2 separate regions of the Mus musculus genome follow, and region 1 is linked to region 2. Evidence: chromatin contacts called from public promoter capture Hi-C data. All regions are on one chromosome and are shown on one strand. Each heading gives the region's core, a stretch centred on a gene start, on an enhancer-like site or on the middle of the called end of the contact. The rest is flanking DNA. Distances are from core to core; before and after follow the strand shown.

Region 1 (2,826 bases), core at 304-2,803, 130 kb after region 2:
TACTCCAGATAGAGGTGTTAAACAGCCAGTCCAGTTTGGAAACTAAGCAAGAAAACATTCTATCACGACACAAATGTGTGAAATACTATCTTTCTGTGCTCACTGAACTCCACAGAGCCATAGAAGGGCAGTTTTTCCTAGGGCCAAGCCTAGAGGCACGGCCATCACCTTTCCATATTCCCTTCCCAGGAAGCATTCTCTTTAATCAAACAGCACACTTGTAAGGAACTTCCCCTATGCCCACCAAGGTAATTTAAAAACCAACTTAAATACGTCGGGTAACGCTTGTCAAAAACCTGGATAGGACTCAGATTTCTGGTCACGCTTAATTTCAAAAGTTGGCTTATTTGTATTATATTTCTCCATTCTCAAATATCAGTTCATTCATGCCGGTCACAATTTCATTTTTTTTTTTTTTTTAACAGCAGAGGCAATGAAAACAAAATCCACCAAAAGTGAGATTAACAGCAAATAGCCCAAACTTTAAAAACAACATCTGCGGCCACAAACACCCTGTGCTGAGAGATGATTCAAGGATAGAGCATAGTCTCTGTTTGTTCACCGTGAAAATAGATACGAGCCCTTTAAAGCGTCATCCCCGAGCTTGTCAAAGGAGAAATGCCACCAGATACAATCCAGAGTTCCCATTCATAGCGCACAAAAGGAATGTCCACCTAAAGCTACCTCTAGAAGAGCACTACAGGTATCCTAGATTTGGGGGCTTAAATCAAAGTTCCCACTTGAGTCTCTAATTAGCCCCCTCTGCCATTAAGGGGGTCTCGAATCCAGAAAGCTTTATCCAACAGCACTTCCAGAGTTAACTCCCCCTCCAAACTGTCATAACTCGGTTCTCCTAATTATTTACTGGATGCCTCTCTAAGGCGTGCCCTCACCTGATGTTTTAAGTTCATATTTCATTTGGGACAACACTTAGTCTCCATTTAGAAACCGTCAACCTGCCTCAGGTTCAGGAGATTCGAGATGCGCCTCACCCACAAGAGCCAAGCCAAACACACCCAAGCAGCCAGACTTAAATAAACTCTGCCCTTTGCCGATACCTCCGGTGAGAAATTATTATAACGCATCAGAAGTTCAGAAAGAGGAAAAAATTTCAAATACCATCTGTCTTCCCAGGGCTTAAGTCCTGGAGTTCAAAAACAGTATCAATTGAATTATGTTTCCCCCTTCCCTTAGCTGTTTAGAATTTAACGTAATGCAAAGTGCTATTCTGATCAAAATCATATTTCTCATCTCTCCCCTTAAATAAAAGGGAGGAAAAAAATCATTCCATATAAATGCATTTACTATACAAATCTATTTTCAATTGAATTTGCTGCATGCTCTAATTCATCAAAATTAATACAGGTACTTTCTATGTTAAACAAAAGGAAGCCGACTGAAAAATCGGCTTCTGCTGCAGATGCCTTTCTCAATTATAAAACCGGTGAAAACAGAAATTTAACTAAGCCACTCGGTCAAACCCTCCGATCGGCTCGGCGCTCTTACCTGCCTCAGCTGAAGGCTTCCTTCCCTTGTTAGCAGTGTGCAGCATCGCTAGCTCGCTCCAATCCTCACCACGGGCTCAAATTACACCACCGCTAAGTCCACCCCCTCGCCTTTCCCCTTCTCTGCCTTCTTTCCTTTCTATTTATTTTTTTCTTTTTTCTTTCCTTTCCTTTCTTTATTATTATTTATTTTTTTGCCAGCAAGAAAAATACTTATTGAGAGTGATTAGTTTTTGTTGTCCCTTTTAAGTCCCTCCTGCAGGAAGGAACAGGGGAGCAATGTGACGCCACCTTTTAATCTTTTGTAAGAGTGAAAAGGCAGAAAAGGAACGCTCGATCAAGCTGAGCTGCACACATGACTAAAACTCGCAGGAGACGCTGCTGCTTGCTGCCTGGCGAAAGCACCGCCAGGCTTGAGTGTAAGAACAGAGAAGAGAGGAGTCGATGGAATGTGACAACGTATGTGCATCAAAGGCAGGGGGAGAGAGAACAATGAGCAAGGGAAGACAGCGAGGAGAGGGAGAGATGGAGGGAGAGGGAGGGAGAGAGAGGGAGAGCAGAGGGAGAGACAGGAGAGAGAGAGAGAGAGAGAGAGAGAGAGAGAGAGAGAGAGAGAGAGAGAGAGAGAGAGAGAGAGAGAGAGCACATACACACACGGAGAAAAGATAGAGCGGGGTTTCAGGCAGGGGACTCTGAGAATAAAGCCACAGTGCGGTGTCTGGCAGCTTCTGTTTTTATCTCAGCGAGCATGATCCGCGGCCTCTCTCATTTAGAAACACATCCGTGTATCTTCCAGGTTTGAAAACTGAGATAATCGCAGTGTGTCTCTGGTTTTGTCTGATTGGCATTTAACTGTGCGGTGTGTACCTGTGATTTTTTTTTTAAAGGATGCATTTGTGTGCAATTTATTTCGCATATTTATTTATGTAGGCAAAAATGAAAGCTGCTAATTTCTACGGCAATTTGCAATGTAGTTTTACTGGCAGATGGAAGTCTACTTACCATAACTGCTGACAAACTGCCACGGGTAAACAAAAGAAGAAACAAATGCTTCGTCTTGATAATTGTCTTAAAAAAAAAAAAAAAAAAGAGGAACCCACCCTAAAATATTAGCACTTGCAAAAATAGTGTTTCTTGGCTCAAGTTTAAAAGGTGATTTTTCTCCCTTAGTTTTTTAGAAAGAAAGGCACAATAAAAGGGAGACATAGTGTTTGAAGGAAAGGTCTTAGGGAAGAAGCTTTTTGTAACGCACACACCTAAATTCTCCCTGGTTTCCCTCCAAATGTGATGACTGGTGGCTTTCTGGAGTCCTGGGGCAGAG
Region 2 (3,229 bases), core at 482-2,981:
AGATTTCCTGGCAGCAGCCTGGTATGCTCCGCCCTACAGTTACCTGGCAACACCCATGTAGGCTTGGCCAAGGATAAAAGAGGCTGCTTGGCCCCTCCTCTCTCTCTTATGCTATTGCCTCGCTCTTGCCTCTTCCCCCCTTGCTCCCCATTCCCTTCCCCCTCTCTCCACATGGCCATGGCCGGCCTCTGCTTCTCTACTCTTGCCATTCTCTGCCTCTGCTACCCTCTTAACTCCCCTCCCCGTGTCCTAAATAAACTTACTATACCAGTGTGTGTGTGTGTGTGTGTGTGTGTGTGTGTGTGTGTGTGTGTGTGTGTAGTCCCTCAGGGGGAAGGGATGCCTAGGCATGGGCCTGCTGGGGCACCCTCTTCTCCCACACCCCACCAGAACATATTCTTATAGCTCTTTCTCTTTCTATGATCACAACATTTTCAGCGAGCAGGAACCTAGTGTCAGTCTTGGGTATAAGGGCTACTGCTCCTTTGCACAGTTGAAGCCACTTGTGCCTGTTATAATTATTGTGAATGGTACCTTGTGGAGTGGTGTGGGGCACAACTCAAACATGGAAGCCCTAAGTGCTGCTGGCTGTTCAGCTGACTGTGTTTCTACACTGGCTGGTCCCTTTCCTAACACGGAGTAAGTACCCAGAGAATTACAGCTCTCACAGATTCTATCTTAATATACATCACACATGGCCTCTGTCTTTACACTCCAATTTTTTAAACTATCTTAAGAAAGTACTTTATGAGAGTGCTTTCTGTTTCATCTGATTTTTCCATCAAGGGCGTGATGGAATTTTGTAAATGTTTTCGGCTAAGTGCTCTCTACTTCTGTACTATCTGTTCAGAGAAACGAAGTGTCTTGGAAATTCTGTTCTGTTTCCACACTTACTCCGTTTGTGAAGAACTGGAGCCGTCCTCACCTCCTTGCATTTAAAAGTAGTGTGTTCAGAGCTGGGCGGAGCTAACTCTGCCCAGGTAGGCACCTCCCATTTTTTTTTTTCTGGCTATGTGATTTTCCCAAGCTAGTTAATCTCATAAGCCTTGGGTTTTCAAACTTGTGTATTTGAGACAATGATAATTTCTACCATGGAGCAGCATTGGCGTGGGCAGGGTTGTGCTGAATGGCAAACATCTTCAGCAAAAGCTCAGCTTGGGTGGCTGTAAACAAATCCTCACTACACACTTCCCTTGACTCCTTGTCTGCTCTCTCATCCCACTGGCTGAAGGATGCTGGATTCAGAAGCCCACTTAAGCTGCAAGCCATGCACAAGAATGTTGCCCCATGAACTCAGCAGGGTTCAGAATTCTTAGAAAGATAATCAGCGGGGCATTGTTCAGCTTCTATCTCTGCTAGCAGAGAGACCTGCTCAGCATATTTATGCTGCAAAACCTAGCTCGCATCATCTATAAAGGAAGGCAGCTAGATGGAGCGTGTGTTTCCAAGACATGATTCTTGGATGCCAAAATAAGGTAAAATAAGTAGACGACTGGGATTCCCTCTTTATTTTTAACTCGCTCCTTTCTTTTCAATGTCGAGCAACTGAGCACCCTGCTTGCTAGTCACTGTACATGCCGCTGATGTACAATGACCTGCCCCTTACCTCGGAGAGGGGATGAATTCCAAGATCCCCAGTAGAGGTGTGAGCCTGCAGATAGCAGCCTCATGAACAAGCCTGTGCAAGGGTGGCAGCTGGGCCCAGACACAGCTGCTGGCTGATTAACAGGTGGCTAATGTGTAGATAGCTCGGGAAAAGGCTGACTCGAATCTTAGGTGTGAGAAAGAGGGTAGCCTGCAGTATCACCATGCTACTTACAACAGTACACGATTTCACCAGTGAAAACCTATGGACTGCTTATTTTCAGATGGTAGCCATTTGATATTTTCCCATTCTAGGTAAATTAAAATCCCAGAAAGCAAAGCCAGGGACAAAGAAGATTACTGTGTCTTTGAGTTTAGAGGAGACACCTTAAAATTCTACTTAGCACAACATTCCAGTGTTTGCGCCCCGATAATCCCTTTGAGCTTCGATTTCAAAGACTGGACATATTTTCCATCTCTGATTTGAAACATCTCAAAAACTTAGGTCAAATTTTCATAGACACATGCATTTGTTTTCATTAATCACAGCTCAAACTCTGACGGTCTTGTGTACCATTTCCTCCGGATTTACATCGCTAAGCATGGGATTCATCCTCAGCTTTGAGGATTTACACTTTTAAAAAGGTAATTTATTAATTCTTTTACAAAAATATCTCTGGGCCTGGTGAGATGGCTCAGTGGCTCAAAAGATTGCTATTCATGCTGGAAAACCTGAACAATTCGAATTTCCAGGATCCATGTGTGTGTGTGTGTGTGTGTGTGTGTGTGTGTGTGTGTGAGAGAGAGAGAGAGAGAGAGAGAGAGAGAGAGAGAGAGAGAGAGAGAGAGAGACTCAGTAGTGGATACATCTGTAATACTAGCATTCCCCCCCTACCCCCACCCCATAGGTCCACGGTAGGAGCTGGAAACCGGAGAAACCCCAGAAGCTCATGGGCCCGCTAGGCTGCCATATTCAGCAATGAACAAGAGAGAGCCTGTTTCAGTCAAGGCAGGCAGTGAAAACTGACACCAAAGGTTGGTCTCCAATTTCTACAGGCACACCCTGGCCATCACGCATCTGAGAGTGTATATGTGTGTGCACACTCATAGTAAGCACATACACAAAACTACACACACCCACAGACACACATAGAAGAAGAACATTCTGGAAGCCTTTCTCTGTAAGCAAACACCCATCAGATGACATGTAGGGCACTGGTCCATTGACACTGTCAGGGGCTTGCAGGCAGAGATGTACAATCGATCTTGGGAAGTACGAGATTATTTTTGGAAGGCTGTGGATACACATATTCTGGAACAGAAATAGAAGAGTGGCTAAAGCTGATGGGGAACCATCCTGATTCTGTGGAAGGACTGTCAAGTCAGTGTGAGCAGGGATACATACACAGAGGATGTGGGACAGAGAAAAGGAGAGAAGGGGGGGGTAAGAAGGGAGGTCAGGAGGGGGGAGAGAGACAGACAGAGAGCCAGAGAGATGCAAAGGTGATTAGTAGCCATGGTCATATAAAAATAACAAGAGGTAAATCCAAAGCCCAAAGAGAATAGTTTTTTTCATGTATCATGTATGGAAAGTTACTGTACACAGAGACTATCTGGTAAGGCTAATCAGATCCGAACACAAGTA

Evidence for each region. Capture Hi-C pulls out chosen DNA fragments and counts their contacts.
Region 1: a contact with region 2 is called in a promoter capture Hi-C map of pancreatic islet. The contact joins two enhancer-like sites. A contact is called at or near these places in 3 of 115 datasets of contacts at active chromatin or transcription factors (SST interneurons, a beta-TC-6 cell line and neural tube) and 1 of 9 other capture datasets (pancreatic islet).

What each region holds. Positions count from the first base shown.
Region 1 is chr11:36,675,963-36,678,788 of GRCm38.p6, forward strand. All of the region lies in intron 2 of Tenm2 (teneurin transmembrane protein 2), which reads right to left. Among named protein-coding and RNA genes, the nearest start is that of Gm51889, 20 kb to the right of the region's middle. Within about 2 kb of position 1,554, at least 114 of the 459 cell types and tissues checked have an H3K27ac peak or open chromatin away from gene starts, as enhancers often do. A contact at or near this core is called in SST interneurons and pancreatic islet, where this site is marked.
Region 2 is chr11:36,548,275-36,551,503 of GRCm38.p6, forward strand. The region is part of intron 2 of Tenm2 (teneurin transmembrane protein 2); the gene reads right to left. Among named protein-coding and RNA genes, the nearest start is that of Gm51889, 150 kb to the right of the region's middle. Within about 2 kb of position 1,732, at least 11 of the 459 cell types and tissues checked have an H3K27ac peak or open chromatin away from gene starts, as enhancers often do. A contact at or near this core is called in SST interneurons and pancreatic islet, where this site is marked.